Linked DNA regions of Mus musculus: region 2 is linked to region 1. The links are chromatin contacts, called in public HiChIP or PLAC-seq maps. All regions are on one chromosome and are shown on one strand. Each heading gives the region's core, a stretch centred on a gene start, on an enhancer-like site or on the middle of the called end of the contact. The rest is flanking DNA. Distances are from core to core; before and after follow the strand shown.

What was found. HiChIP or PLAC-seq counts read pairs in DNA pulled down with a chosen protein or histone mark.
Region 2: a contact with region 1 is called in an HNF4G HiChIP or PLAC-seq map of pancreatic cancer cells. The contact joins two enhancer-like sites. A contact is called at or near these places in 4 of 39 promoter capture datasets (the C10 cell line, hippocampal neurons, liver and 1 more) and 1 of 115 datasets of contacts at active chromatin or transcription factors (pancreatic cancer cells).

What each region holds. Positions count from the first base shown.
Region 1 is chr1:182,067,673-182,075,596 of GRCm38.p6, reverse strand. No RefSeq gene overlaps it. Among named protein-coding and RNA genes, the nearest start is that of n-TSgct1, 16 kb to the right of the region's middle. Within about 2 kb of position 3,541, at least 22 of the 459 cell types and tissues checked have an H3K27ac peak or open chromatin away from gene starts, as enhancers often do. A contact at or near this core is called in pancreatic cancer cells, where this site is marked.
Region 2 is chr1:182,523,563-182,531,486 of GRCm38.p6, reverse strand. No RefSeq gene overlaps it. Among named protein-coding and RNA genes, the nearest start is that of Capn2, 9.9 kb to the right of the region's middle. Within about 2 kb of position 3,061, at least 239 of the 459 cell types and tissues checked have an H3K27ac peak or open chromatin away from gene starts, as enhancers often do. A contact at or near this core is called in pancreatic cancer cells, where this site is marked.

The DNA.
Region 1 (7,924 bases), core at 2,292-4,791:
TGCACTGTGATTCTCTCTTTGGAAACTGTCATAAATCCTACATGGTATCTTTTCCAAACTGATGTCTCTACTGCCATACATACAGATCACCAGATCATACGGCCCAGGCATCAGAGATGTTTGCCCTGTAGCCTAGCTATGTGGCAGAACCTTTTTACTGCACCTGGTCCTATTGTGTGCTGGCAGGATTTCAAGTTACCTTGCACAGACTGATAGCCCCAGGTCTGGAATATGCTGTCTCTAGAAAGCTAAGGGGCAAGCTAGGTGTTGGGCTTCCTTCTCTGGGACAATAACTGCAAGATCCAATACTGTGTCTTTCAGTTTAGAGAATCATCACCATGTGTCCTAGACCTTTGAATCCCATAAGGTGCGACAGATGTGGCAGATCTCTGATGCTTTTTAAAGATTTGTTTGTTTTTTTTTTAAGATTTATTTATTTATTATATGTAAGTACATTGTAGCTGTCTTCAGACACTCCAGAAGAGGGAGTCAGATCTCCTTACGGATGGTTGTGAGCCACCATGTGGTTTCTGGGATTTGAACTCTGGACCTTCGGAAGAGCAGTCGGGTGCTCTTACCCACTGAGCCATCTCACCAGCCCCAAGATTTGTTTTTATTTGATGTGTATGGGTGTTTTACCTTCATGCATGATTGTGTGCCTTGTGCATTCCCACTAACTGGAGTTACAGATGGTTGTGAGCCACCATGTGGGTGCTGGGGACCAAACCCAGGTCCTCTGCCAGAGCAGCCAGTACTCTAGCCACTGAGCCATTTCCCTGGCCCCAAAGACTGATTTATTGTTAATTATGTGGCTGTGTTCAGGTAAGTGCAGTTGTGAGACAGCTGACACGGGTGACAGGGACTGAACTCAGGCCCTCTGTGAGAGCAGCGTGTGCTCTTTATGGCTGAGCCTCCCTCCTCCACCCCTAACCTCTAATTCCTCATGGGGAATTTTTTTTTCCACTCTCCAGAATGCATGCATTCCAAAAGCCTCAAAATCACTAGTCTCTTCTTGTTCAGATGGTCCGATGAGCATGATGTCATCAGGATCCAGCCAGCCCAAGTCTCTTGGGGCTATATCATGCCAAGAGAAAGAGCATTAACATCAGCCCGGGCCAAGATCGTAAATGTCTGATGCTGAGTCCCCAGTGGATCAGCTGTTCTGATGGAGGAGCACGCACTATCAGCTCAGGAGGTCACGTGCTCACTCCTGAGGGTATCTGTGTTTGCTGCAGCAGAGGTGGCACACCGGGCACAGCCGCTTTTGTGGTGCTACTTCTTGTCTGACCACGGTACTCCGTTATCGTCCTCTGGGTCTGACTTGTGAAGGGTTCAGATTGATGATTAAATAGAGATATGATGAGGACCACCAACCTGCACCCCAGAGGCCTTTCTCAATTACTTCGTATAATTACATGTTATGAATTGCCGTCCTTCCCGGTAGTGCACCGCAACTTTTGATTTGCTACCTTGGCACCTGTGGGAAGGAGTGCTTTGGACTCTTCTACCTGGCCTTCACATCATCATAGCTAAGAAAGCTAGGCATAGCTGGGGTGTGTGTGTGTGCGCTCGAGGGTCTGTGTGCGTGTGTGTGCACACGTGCGTTCTGCGTTCGTGCTCACACTCACGCGCTGATGTGCATATGCCATGGGGCATGTGTGGAGGTCAGATGGTAACTGTGGGATTTGGTCTCCCCCTTTCACCACCCAATCCTGGAATGGAACCCAGGCTGTCCATATTGGTGGCAAATGCCTTTATCCTCTGAACCATCTCACTGGGCCCATATCCATTTTAATTATCTATTTAACGTTGGGGAAATGATTACATGCTGAGTTCAGAGACAGAGTGAGTAACTGTGGGCCAGATCTAACTGGTACCCATGTGCACCCACTTTGGAAAGGGTCTCATGATGATGATTTTAGTCTTGGGTTTCAGCAAAGATCCCCACATCCAAGAGTCCTGAGTCTCTCTCTCTCTCTCTCTCTTTCTCTCTCTCTCTCATTAGCAAACAAAGGGCCATAGTTTCCTTTAGGGATGACTTGGGAACTCTACCCTGCCATCCCCATGGTGTCAGTGGGTACTTTCTGATGGGGACCAGACCTCTTTATCCACAGGCTCTAGGTCTGACAACTAGTTCATGTTACGAAACCTGGCAGAGCTTAACGTTGGAGGAGAGATTAACTGCTCATTGTGATGTCAGCTCTTGGCTTCCTGAGCGTCTATTCTGGATTCCATTTCCTTATCCTGACGGAGCAGAACCTCTTTGCCCAATTATCCCATCCATATTCTGTTAGCTGCACACAACTCTCTGAGAGTCAGGGTCCCCTGGCTGCCTTGCCTCTTCATCCTCGCCGCTCATTATGATAATTGCATCCACCTGGTTTCTGAGAGTTTAGTATCTCAGCTGTTCCCTTTTGTTTCTGGTCCCTATCACATCCCATTGTTATCTGTGAACCTTGTCCAGTGGTGGCATCTCCACTTATAGCCCTGCCTATGGACTTTAGGTGATGCTGGTACCTTCTCCCTCCCACCCTCATCAGCATCTCTTATTGCCTGGGATATCCTCCAGTGATTCTAACTGACCCACGTATCCGAGCTTTTAGTCTCTTCTTCCATTGTCTGGCATGGGAAATCTGGCATTTCTACCTCTGCTGTGGACCATACATTTCTTCAGGCTTCCAAGAACCTTCTTAGCGAGTACTGCTGCTGTCCTGAGATGGGTCACAGTGGACAGCACTTCATCCCTTTCCCATTTCTGCCCCCGGTTCCTGTTGATCCCAGGTCTTCAGACCGTTGTCCTGTGTGTGCTCTCCCAACAGCTCCAGGTATGTAGTGATAAGCTCTGCTGCTCCCCAGCCCACGGGTGTCCTTTGCTCCCTCGTCAGGCCCTGACTTGCCTCTAGTTGGGTATGTTGTTACTTTGCCCAAGATATTGGTCTCATGGTTATGATTATTCTGTAAAAGTACACAGAGTCATGTAGTGGGGTCATCTTTAAGCAAGAGGAGAGTACTGGTTCTTACCAGAGAGAGGTAGGTAGTTTCCACAGGCTCAAAATAATCTAGGGATACAGGATCTTTAGGTAAATCCACTGAAACACTCATGAGCCATCTATCGGAGGCTGTGAGGTCCATGCTCAGATGCCAGGAAAGGAAGCGGACCCTAGGAGGATAGAAGGCTGAGGAGACTGCGAGGGGCACAGTCAGCTAACACATCTTTATCCGGCGAATGGATGGCTAGGTAGGCAGGTACAGCTACACACGTCCGTGCATGCTGACTCATGCAGACTGTGCACAGTCAGGCACGGGCACACACACAGGCCAGCACACAGGCCACGCAGATGTACACACAGAGGCCTACAGACAAACAATACAGGCAGGCTGGCAAAGACAGACACAAAGGGCTCAAGGCCTCCAACCTCAAGGACGTTTATACAGAAAGTGTCATCCACTGTTTATTTTGGGGTTCCCCAGGCATCCACTGTCGGCGATTTTGTGCTGAGTCATCGTCCACTCCCCCATGTCCAGTGTCAGCTACATTTAAGCCGATTCATACCCGACACCCACATCAGCACCATGTTGTCTAAACATAAACCGGCCCTTGCAGTTTCCAACAGAGGCCCATTCTTTCTCCACCAGGTCTCTGGTCTTGGCATAGTTCTTTCTACTTTTTTTTTTTAACCTCTGTAAGTTAGAAAAATAATTGCATCGAGTTCTGGGAAGTTGGCCTGTGTTCTGTGGAGTTAGCCAGTATCCTCTCGGAGCTTTGGAAACCAACCACTTCCTGGTACCAGTGACCTTCATGACCTTGAACACCTTGAAGCGCACTGTCCTACAGGGGCCTGCACTCACCCATGGTGATGATGTCACTGATCTGCACAGTCCTGAAAAATGGGAACAGGTCCACAGACACACTCTTGTGGCACTTCTCAAAGTGACTATACTTATGGATGTACCAGAGATGGTATCCATGGAGGACAACAGTCCACAGCACCTTTACTTTCCTCTCCACACCAGCCAAGGATCTGCCCTTGGATGGAGTCCTTGCCAGTAAAGAGTGTTTCTTGTCTGTGTAGGTGCCTTCGATGGCTGCTATGGGCATCTTGATGCTGGATGCTCTTGTAGCAGAGGGAGCCACTCCTTGACAGCTCCTCACAACAGAACCCGTTTCTTCTTTCAAAAAGTTGTGGTACTTTTGGTTAGCATGCTCTGAATTTCTGCCATCCTTCCTGGCATGGTGAGAAAAAGACAGACATGTCTACTGTAAGATGTAGCCTCTGTTGCCCTGATGATTAAGTCTCTAAGTCTATACCTAGCCCTAGTTTCCTTTTTCTTCCAGATGCAAGAAATAAGAGTCTTTTCATGTGCTCCCAAGGAGGTCTTTTGGCTTGGACACCAAGTTCTTAATTGCCGACTCTTCTTTTTCAATACTTCATTACTTTTCACAGTGTGAGTTATCCCTACCATACCTCCTAAATGCAAGAAGCTTGTGTTGTTTCTTCCACAATCTCAAACATCTCATATATCACACCTTCTAGTACATTCCCTTCCATGAGAATACTATTCCAGTTCACCATTGACCAGAGTTGAAGGATCTCGCTGCTACCTTGTGCTAGGGACTGTCAGAGCTTTGCTTCCTGCCATCGATGGTCCTCCTGACTAGTTGGGCCGTAGATGACCTAAATCCAAGTCCCACCCTAGCCTCAGCATTCTTGGAGCCCCACTGGTACCCAGCATTGTGTTCACAGAGAAGCAAATGCTGATTTAGTGCAGTAGTCTGCTAGGAAATGCTCTCTGGATCAATACCAGTGAACAGGCAGGGAAGGAGATAGAACTTCATCGAAGTTGGTTAGACCACAGTGCCATTTTGGTGATACTCAGTGGAAGTCTCTGGGTGGGGGGTGACTCTTCAGAGCTGTCTCAGGTTGGGGCTAGCACTGAGCCTTTGAGCTCCCATAGTGACTCATGGTTGAGTATGAGTTCTCCCAGAAGCTGAAGTGATCTTACATGAGATGATGGGCTTCAGCTAAGTCATTGGTTCTCAACCTGTGGGTCGCGACCCCCTTGTGGGTCAAACCACCCTTCCATAGGGATCACTTAAGACCATGAGGAAACATAGAGATTTACATTACAATTCACAACAGTAGCAAAGTTATAGTTATGAAGTAGCAATGAAAATAGTTTTATGGTTGGGTGGTCACTACAACATGAGGAACTGTATCAAAGGGTCACGGCATTGTGAAGGTTGAGAACCATTGCTAGAGCAATTTCCCCCAAAGGGCCGACCACTTAGAGCTGTCCACTCATAAGCTGGAGGAATAGCCTTCAGTCCTGAAGGAGCAACTCCACAAAATCAGAGCTAGCCTGTCTATCAGACAGATAGATAGACCCAATCCTCCTACTTCCTGCTCAGTGAGGTACTGCATGGTACTTCTGTCCACAGCGCTTAGCATCTTCTAACACAGAATATAATTAACCTGTGCGTCGTATTTATCGTTCAGTATCATAATCCCCTGTTAAAATGTAAAGCCAGGGCCTGGAGAGATGGCTCAGCAGTTATGAGCACTCACTGGTCTTGTGGAAGACCCAGGGTTAATTCACAGCACCTGCAGAATGGCTTTGAACCTTCCATAATTCCAGTCCTGGGGAATCTGATGCCTATCTCTTGCCTCCATGTGTACTGCATGCATGTGGTAAACATGCACCCATGTGGCAAGCATGTATACATGCAAGTATATATTATACATTAAAGAAAAAGAAGTCTTTAAAAAATGTAAAATCAGGAGGACAGAAATTTCTTTTTTTTTTTTTTTTCCCTAATGGATGCATCTTAAGCATCCAGAAAAGGTCCTGGCACACAACAGGGGTGGAAAAGAATCAATAATCAAATCAATAGTTAACTCTTGGGATGCCTGTGAGGAGTAAACTGCTCTGATGACTATGATGACTAAATATTTAAACAGGGCTGACACAATAACTGCTGTGAGATCTGTCCACACCGTGTTTACTCCTGGTCCCACAGACTCAGCTCCTCAATGCGACAGTACGGTCACAAGCCCTCTAGGAGAGGTGCAGGGAGAGCAAGGAACAGAAACAAGCAGTTGCACAGGACATGGAGAAACCAGAGCCCTCAGACACTGCTCCTACATTGGGAACTGGAGAGACGGCTAAGAGGTTAAAAGCACGGGCTGCCCTCGCAGAGACCCGGGATGAGTTCCCAGCACCTACAATGCCTTCATAACCTTAATCCCAGGGCCTCTTCCGGCTCTGCCAGCACAAGGCACACCCGTGGTACATCGTCGTACTTGCACACAAAACACTCATATATAAAATAAAAATAAATTGGTTTTAAAAAGAGAAAACAGTTGGGCATTTCCTCAGAAAATTAAACCAGGAGTTACCAGACACTGCACACAATGAACAAGCCTTTAAAATATACTTAGTGAAAAAAGCTGAATGTGAAGGTCACCTATTGTATAATTCCATTTATGTGACATATGCCAAACAGGTAGCTATATGAACAGAAAGTGTTTAAGTGTGCGGGGAGGGTGTGGGGAGGCACTGGAGTATAGTTCAGGGGTGGAGTACCTGTGCCCGAGGCCCTGGCTTTGGTCTCCAGCTCCACCCATCCACACACACACCAAAAAGAAAAAAGGGAAAAGAGAATGGATGGTCCCAGGGTGGGGTGTGGGGGTGGGAAGTGACTCCTCGTGTGTACAGGTTTCTTTCTGCAGTAATGGAAATGCTCTAAAATGCTAGAATAATTTTAATAAATCTGTGAAATACTAGAAGCCACACTGAATTGTACTCTTTGATACCATCCGTGCATGCTGCCGGGCAAGCATGGGGATTGGAGTTCCAGTCCCTGGCACCTATGTAAATCTCGGGCAGAAGTGGGACCTGTGATCCCAGGAGTCCGAAAGCGATCCCTGGAGCAGGCTAGCCAGGAGCAGTAGCTCTCACCTCTGCAGTTGCATCGCTTGGGAGCTGGAAGTAGGAGAATCAGGAGTTCAAGGCCAGTGTTAACCACATAGCAAGTTCTGGGCCATCCCGAGTTACGTGAGACCTCTGACTCACAAAGAAGGATCACCATCACCCAGTGTGTAGTAAAACACAGACAGACGGGCTGACGCTCGTGGTAACTGGGGGTCAGTGGGTCAGGGTGGGCCTGGGAGTCTTGGGCTCCTCAAGAGATTCTGATGATGAGCCAGATTTGGGGACCTTTGTTCCAGATCGGCCTCCTACCCAGGGCAACAGCCTCTGGGCCAAGAGGTTGACTCAGCCTTTCCAAGAAGCTTTCCCAGGCTCATCTCATCCCTGGAGGAAGGCGCTCCACCCAAGGGCCTCTGCTTGTTCATCAGCTGCTCTGCCTGTGATCCTGTCAGGAATTGTCAGCTCCTACTTACACGCCCTTCCCGCTGACACAAGGGAGGAGATGTTGAAAGCTCTTCAAAGAAAGGTACTGCCTACTGCCTTGTGAGTAACGTTTTGCTCCCAACTGAGTTTCATACTGAGGACCCTGCACTGCCTGGTGACCGGATAATGAACGTCACCAGAGCCGTAATTCACTCACTACCGAGGTGTGGCATGATATTGCCAGAACATTTGGTACGAAGATTTTGACATAGGCTACATTTATTTGGATTTTAATTTTAAAATGTGTTATACGTTATGGGTGTTTTTGCCTTCGTGTACGTCTGTGCACCACGTGTGTACCTGGTGTCTAAGGAGACCAGCAGAGAGTGTCAAATCCTCTGGAACTGGAGTTTGAGAGCCATGAGCCACCGTGTGGGTGCTGGGAATAAACCCAAGCTCTCCAGAGGAGCAGAGCTCTTAACCACTCAGCCGTCTCTCCAGCCCCTTACTTTGATTTTACATTTGCTATTAATTTTTTTGGGGGGGTGGGGTTCGAGACAGGGTTTCTCAG
Region 2 (7,924 bases), core at 1,812-4,311, 460 kb before region 1:
ACTGAGAAATCTAGAGGAAATCAACCAATTTCTGGGCATATTTGACATACCAAAATTAAGTCCAGACACTATGAACAGTTTAAACAGATCCATAGCAAGCAACAAGACTGAGTTTACTAAGAAATAAAATCCCAAGACTGAATGGATTCACTGAAGAATTCTGCCAAGCTTTTAAAGAAGTGCTAATGGCAACATTCCTCAGACCTTACAACGTACCTTACACACAGAAATGTGTTTCCATGGAGAGTATAAATAATGTTTCTCATCCCATAAAACAGAGTAGGAAGAGACAGTACCAAACTCAGCATTACCCTGAAGCCAAAATCAGATAAAAATACAATGCAAAAGAAAACTACAGGCCAACACCTTTGTTGAACAAGAATACAAAAATCCTCAAGAAAATACTTGTATTTAATAGCAATTAAGATGATCATACACTGTGACCAAGGTAGAGTCATTCCAAGGATGCAAGAATGATTCTACACAAATCAATAAATGTAATAAAGCACAGGTAAGGGCAGAAATCGCACGGCCATCCCAATGTATGCAGAGAAGGACTACATGATGACGTTCAGTGTCTGTATTGGTTACTTCTGCTGTTGAGATCAAATCCCCGATAAAAGCAACTTAAAGAGGAACGAAGAGGAACAGGTTTGTCTGGGTTCAGAGTTCAAGGATACAGTCCATCACAACTGGAAAGTCATGGCAACAAGAGCATGAGGCATCACAGCAGGTCACACTGCATCTGGAATCAAGAAGCAATGAGAGATAAATGCTGGTACTCAGCTAATTTTCTCCTCTTTATTCATCCTAGCACACCAGCCTATGGGATAGTGTCATTCATGTTCAAGGTGAACCTCTGTACTCAGTTAAACCTTTCTGGAAACACCCTTACAGGTACACACAGAAATGTGTTTCCATGGAGAGTATAAATAATGTTTAAGTATTCTGTTGTCTACACACTGATACTTTGTCTTCTTCCTTTTCAATGTGTATCTCTTATCCCTTTCTCCTGCCTTACCACTCTAGTTAAGATGGTTTAGGAGCAGAGAATGGAAACTTTGTCTCATTCTGATTTTATAAGTTGTTCCTTCTTTGACATGATATTGGCTATGAATTTGCCATGCATACTGCCTTTATTATGTCACACTGTGTCCTTTCTGCTCCCTCAAGAGTCTTATCATGAAGGGATGCTACACTGGTTAATCCTGGCAGTCAACTATTGGAATCTAGAATCACTTAATCTTTGATGATTGTAGCAAGAGTGTAAGTTGGAGAAATGATAGTCCCTGCACAAATGGAGAAACTGGGTATCTACTGTGGAATAATAAAACTATCTCTCACCCTGCACAAAAAAAAATTAATTTAAAATATACCAAAAAGACCCTAATGTAAAATATAAAAATAGCTTGAAACCATGGGGCAAGGGATGCTTGAAGAGTCAGGTACAAGCAAGAGTTTTCTGAAAAGGACTCACTCTGCTAGCTCAGGAAGAAATAGCAAGAATTGTCAAATGGGGTTGAATCGACTTAAAAGGTTTCTGGACAGCAAAGGAACCAATTAACTTAGTGAAGAGAGCCTACAGGATGGGAGAGAGTTGTCACCTATACATCTGATAGAGAACTCATATCCAGAATCTATAAGGAACACACACACACACACAAATACAAAATTCAATTATTAAGTGGACAAATTAAATGAATAGACAGTCCCCAGAGATGAAGTGAAATAGACAATAAACATGCAAACACATTGGCACCCTAAACCATCAGGGTATTTACACAGAATTCATCTCACTGTGATTAGAATGAGTATCATCAAGAGAAGATATGATAGGCTGCTGAAGGAATGTAAATTACGAGAATATGTGTTGCAGTCCCTCAAAAAAAGAAAAAAAAAAGAACGATTATAAGATCTATCTGCATCAAACCCAGGGATATAAGTCAGCTTACAATAGAGAGCTGCACCCTTTGCTTATGATGCACCAATCACAGCAGCCAGGTCGGGAGGCAGCCTGGGAGGCAGTCCCTCAGAGGATGAGTGAACAAAGAAAATGTGCTACCTTTACACCGTGGAGTATTACCCAGCCACAAAGAGTGAACTCTCTCTCTCTCTCTCTCTCTCTCTCTCTCTCTCTCTCTCTCTCTCACACACACACACACACACACACACACACACACACACACATTTTTTTCTGATCTGTTTCTCCTCTGGAGTGCCAAGATTACAGACAAGTGCCACTATACTCAGCCTCAGAACCAGAATAATGATGATGATGATGATAGAAAGCAGGAGGAACCCAGGTTGAAAAATAAGGGACAAGAAGTGGGGGAGCAGGGAGGAAAAGACACAAGAGAAGCAGAGGTGGAGGTGGAGTGGGACACTGTTATCAAAGTCCTTTATGTAAATATGTGAGAATGTCTCAATGTTATCAATTGTTTTGTACAACTAATGCATAATAATAAATAGTTAATTCCAAAAAAAGAAAAAGGAGAGAGCAGAGGAACCCACAGACTAGTGGACAGTCCGGCAGATATTTGTGGCACCAGGGGACATTTAAAAAGAGCTAATGGGGCTGAAGAGGTGGCTGGGTTGTTAAGTGCTTATGGCGCAGGATTACTGTACAAGCTGAGGACCGCAGTTCGGACTCCAAGGCCCACCTAAAACCTGGGAGTGGTCCTGCACGCACCGGTAACCGCTGCACTGAGGTGGGTGGAGACTGGGGAATCGCTAGGTTTTGGGGCGTGGCTGGCTAGCTGACAAAAGCGAGGGAGTTCCAGGTTCAACAAAAGAGGAACAAGGCAGAAAGTGGTACAAGGAGACACCCTCTGTCCTCCTCTGGTCCCTGTGAGAGAGACTTGCAGCCCTCCCCATACATAAATAAAAATAATTAAACATTGAACAGAATTCCTTCCGGTTTATGGGCTCACACCTCAGGAGGGAAATCAGAAAGCTCCCCTCCTGGTGTGATTTGCATTTTAATTAGTGCCGAGTCTGCTCTAGGCACTCCCTTTTGGTCGTGAGTCAGGAGGCCGAGGCCTCCCTGCAGAACCTGCTCAGGGCTGGACTTCAACCACACCCTCAGTCCATTCAGACTGGGCACAGCCCAAAGAGCAGAGGCCCAGTGAACTGTCTCAGGGGAGCCTGATAGCCCCATCCCCAGCTGACACCAAGCCCTCCTAAAAGGGCTGGACCACCAGCCTTCAGCTGCCCATCCACAGATAGTGGACTAGATGAGCGGGAAGGTCCTGCCTCCAGCCCCCTCAGAACCTCTCTTGTGAAAACTAAGGAACCTGTGCTCTGAGTCAGCAGCTGTGGAGACACATAACTGAGTGTGACTCAGCCCCAGGCTCAGCTCTGAGGTTCCCCGCAGATTATGCCCTTTTTTGGCCCCAGGCAGGGTTTCCCTCTTCTCTCCTAAGTGCTGATGGGCAGAGCCTCAAACAGCCCCGGATGAGCAGCGCTGTTGCTCACAGGCTCCCTCTCTAGAAGGGCTGGGTGCAAGGAACGACTCCCCAGGACTTCAGATCCTACGGGAGGATGAAGGGGCACCACGGAACCTCCTCTAGCCGTGCCTCAGAGACCAAGCTAATGTTTTAGTGAACGGACAACCCCAAGTCCGTACCTCCTTGGGTGTATAAAGGGAAAAGGAAGGAGAAAGGGAGAGGGAGAAAGAAAGAACAGGAGGAGGGGACAGGAAGGGTGGAAGTCTCTACCAGCGGAAGCATCCTGGTTATTTTATCCCAAATCCTAGATGAATTCACAAGTGACCCCTGATGGCAAGTAAAAACACCTGCGGCTTTTGAGACAGAAAAGGCAAAAGGTCCTACGAGAAGACACAGCACAGGGAAAGAGGGGGAGGGCTACTTAAGGCAGTCTATCCAGGACAGAGGAAGAGAAGAGGTCTGCTGGGAGGGGAAGGGAGAGGAGCAGAGTGTCTGGAAGTCACAGAAGTGACTAGTGACACCAGTCCTGCAGTCCGCAGTGCGTTGACATTGAGTTCAGGGCGTTAGCTTCTCCCTTGGACTGACGTAAATCCACGTCCTACATCCAGGGTCAGAGTTCCCAGCTGCAGCCCGCCTTCACAATCCAGAGCCACAATTCTCTGGCTGCATGGTCCTAAGGAAGCAAACGAATCTCTAGACGCCAATGGCAATGATGGCAGAACACGGCTCCCTGGGCTCCCGAGCTGAACTAATGAATGAACGAACATGTGCTAAGCCTTTGAGAAGGAGGCATGGACTCCCCACGCTGCTCCATCAGTGACAGCACACAGAGGTTCTGGACCAGCCATTGCAGCCCAGGCAGATCTTCACCAAGCCTTCATTGTTCTGGAGTCTCGGGCTGAGTTTCCTCAGAGCTACATTGTGTCCTTTGCCCTGTGGTATTTTTCTCTCTCTTCCTTGTTCTTGTAAGAGCTTCCTTGGGCTCAGAAGGCTTCCCTACCTCCTGTTCTCTGTATCCTCACAGTTGGTACCCCAAAGCCTCCTGCATCTTTTCTTGTTCAGTTTTCTGAGCAGTGTCTTACTCTATAGCTCAGGCTGGCCACACACTTGAAGCAATGCCCCCTGCCCAACCTCCCAAGTGTTGAGATTACAGATGTAAATCACATGCCCAGCTCTCTTGCACCTCTGTTCCAGTTTGCTCTCTGTTGCTAGGATACAAATCATAACCCACAGCAACCTAGGATGTGTGAGGGTCTGTTTGGTATAGAGGTTACAGTCCATCACAGAGGGAAGCCAAGATAGGAACTCCAGGCAGGAACTTGAAGCAGAAGCTGAGGAACACTGCTTACTAGCTTGCTCCCTCTGGCTCTCTGTTCCCTGTCTCATACAACCTAGGCCACTTGCCTAGGGGTGGCAAGTGCTCACAGTACACTGGGCCTGCCCTCCTACATCAATTAACAATCAAGAACATGACTCGCCCATTCTTATGGAAACAGTTCTTCAATCCAGGTATATTAAGTTGACAACCATAACCTCTACCTTTGTGTGTGTGTGTGTGTGTGTGTGTGTGTGTGTGTGTGTGCCTAGAGGACACAAATCGGTACATGAAATTAAGCATAATAGAACTTACCCGAATCCTTAATATATAAAGAGTGTTGTGGATCATCAAGAGGCAAATTGAATATGAAACTTTTTCAGATCCACATACACACAGAGACTGCCCACTGACATCTCATGAGACTTGGGCTGCTTTACAGACTCAAGTTGCAACTAGAACACCTCTAAAGTTCTGCCCAACCCTGGTTTCTGCAATGCAGATTTCACATTGTGAAGCATCCTGGGCAAGTATGGCCCAGTCAGGGCTATGTCTGCACAGAGTTAACTCAAGCCTTCCTCTGAACTGCATCAGCAACCTGAGCTTTATCTGTAAGCGGTCATCCACCTGAGAGTTACCGAGTGCTTTGTCAGCACTATGGTCCCTCTTTCTCACACAGAGAAACTGAGGCCTAAGAAGATAAAGACACTGGCTTAGAGCCACGGTCAAACAAATTCTTAGTGTGCTCACTGAGTCGCCCCCTGGCAGGTGGATGGATACCAAAGGACCCCCTGATGAGGACCCAGGACCAGAGGAGTGTTTGGAATCAAAACCCTAGAATAAATGAGACCTCAGCAATTATGCTATATCACTGAGGCAGGCCAGTGACAATAAGGAAATAATACCTGACCCCAGGGAGACCACAGCAGAAAGCAGAGGAAGTGTATGAACCATGCCTCAATGGTCATAAAGCAAACACAGCAGAGAGCAGAGGCAATGTAGGGCCTAGAAAATTAGGTGACTGCTTGGTTTGGATTTTTTTTTATTTGTTCATTTTATTTTGTGTGTGTGAATATTTTGCCTGTGTGTATGTGTAGGCACTAATGCGTGCTCGGTACATGAGAGGAGGTATCCCCAGAACTGGAGGTGTAGATGGATTCTGGGAACCAAGCCTGGGCCCTCTGCAAAGGCAACGCATACTCTTGACCTGAACCATCTCTCTAGCCTCTGGTTTGGATTTTAAATGCCTATCAGTGCCTAGAGGGTAGAGGCTGGGTGCCAGCCTGCAGCACTTTTAGAAGACATTGGAGGCACTGGGAGATGGGGCCTAGTCAGAGGAAATTTGATTGTTTGATTGGGAAACATCCCTGGATAAGTCTATGTTGTATTGTTGTGAAGAGACATGGTAACCATGACCATTCATTTTTTAAACAAAGCATTTATTAGGGCTTGCTTACAATCAGAGGTTTAGCCCATTGCCATCATGGCAGAAAGCACGGCAGCACACACACAGACACCGTACAGGAGAGATGGCTGAGAGTTCTACATCTGGCTTGGCAAGCAACAGAAAGAGAGGCGGTGGACTTGGCTTGAGCGCTTGAAACCTCAAAGCCCACCCCAGTAACACACTTCCTCCGACAAGGCCACGCCTCCTAATCCCTCTCAAGGAGTGCACTCTCTAATGACCAAGCACCTAAATATATGAGCCTATGGGGGGCACTCCTATTCAGAACATCACAAGCCCCCCTAGGCTCACACATGGGAACACTTGATCAGTTGAACAGTTGGTGGCACTGTTTAGGGAAGTTTAGGAGGCTTTGTTAGAGGCAGCTCGTCTCTTGGGAGAGGGAGTTAACTGAGTCTATAAACTCACCTCACTTGCAATTTGCACTCTGCCACTTCATATTTCCAGTTGCAGATGCAATTCCTCAGATTCCTGCTTCTGTTGCTACTTGCTATCATGCTTCCCACAGAGACGAACCCTTATCCTTCCATATCCATAAACCCAAATAAACTCTTCCTATTAGTTGTCTTGGTCATGGTAATTTATCACACCAACAGAAAAGAAGCTGGTATGTTTGGTCACTGGGAGCATTCATCTCATGGGGCTACTGAGAGTCCAGCCTCTCCTGCCTCTCTCTCTCTGCTTCCTGGAGACCAAGAGGTAAATAGACAGTCCTGCCACATACCCCTGTGTCTTAGTCAGGGTTTCTATTCCTGGACAAAATACCATGACCAAGAAACAAGTTGGAGAGGAAAGGGTTTACTCAGCTTACTCTTCCACACTGCTGTTCATCACCAAAGGAAATCAGGACTGGAACTCAAACAGGTCAGGAAGCAGGAGCTGATGCAGAGACCATGGAGGGATGTTCCTTCCTGGCTTGCTTCCCCTGGCTTGCTCTGCCTGCTCTCTTACAGAAACAAAACTACCAGCCCAGGGATGGTCCCACTCACAAGGGGCCTTTCCCCCTTGATCACTAATTGAGAAAATGCCTTACAGTTGTATCTCATGGAGGCATTTCCTCAACTGAAGCTCCTTTCTCTGTGACAACTCCAACTGTGTCAAGTTGACACAAAACTAGTCAATACACCCTGCTATGACATAGTGTGCCAACATCAACTCAAACCCATAGGCCCAGGTGATCACGAAACAGAGCCTATGAGACCAGGAGCCGAGATAAACTTTCCCTTTAAGCTGATTGTCTTAGATGTCTTGTCAGAAGGGCAGAAAGATGATTCACTAGTTTGGTGGTTGGCCTTCCCAAACCCTTCCTGTCCCTTTACTAAACTAGGGTCCTGGCCACTCTGCCCCTTATCTGCAACCCCCATATGCTCCCTTCAACATCCACTGAATGATTATTGGCAGACAGACTTCCTGCTTCAGGACCAATATCAGCTTCCTCTGCTCTAGTTTAGCATCCAACGCTGCAGAAGCTATTCAGTGTTTTCAGTATCACTTTTTGGCAATGGGCCTACTCACCCTTTGACTGAGAAAAGGAATGGAATTGGGTGAAGATCCCAGGTAGACTTGTGCTCCTGTGACTGCGAATGCCCCCAGATCATAGCTGAGCAAGCCCAGTGCAGTGCTCACCCTCCACTGTCACCTTGCAGGGATTTGCAAACAACTCAAGGACACATTTTGGGATCTATCTGAGGGTGCTTC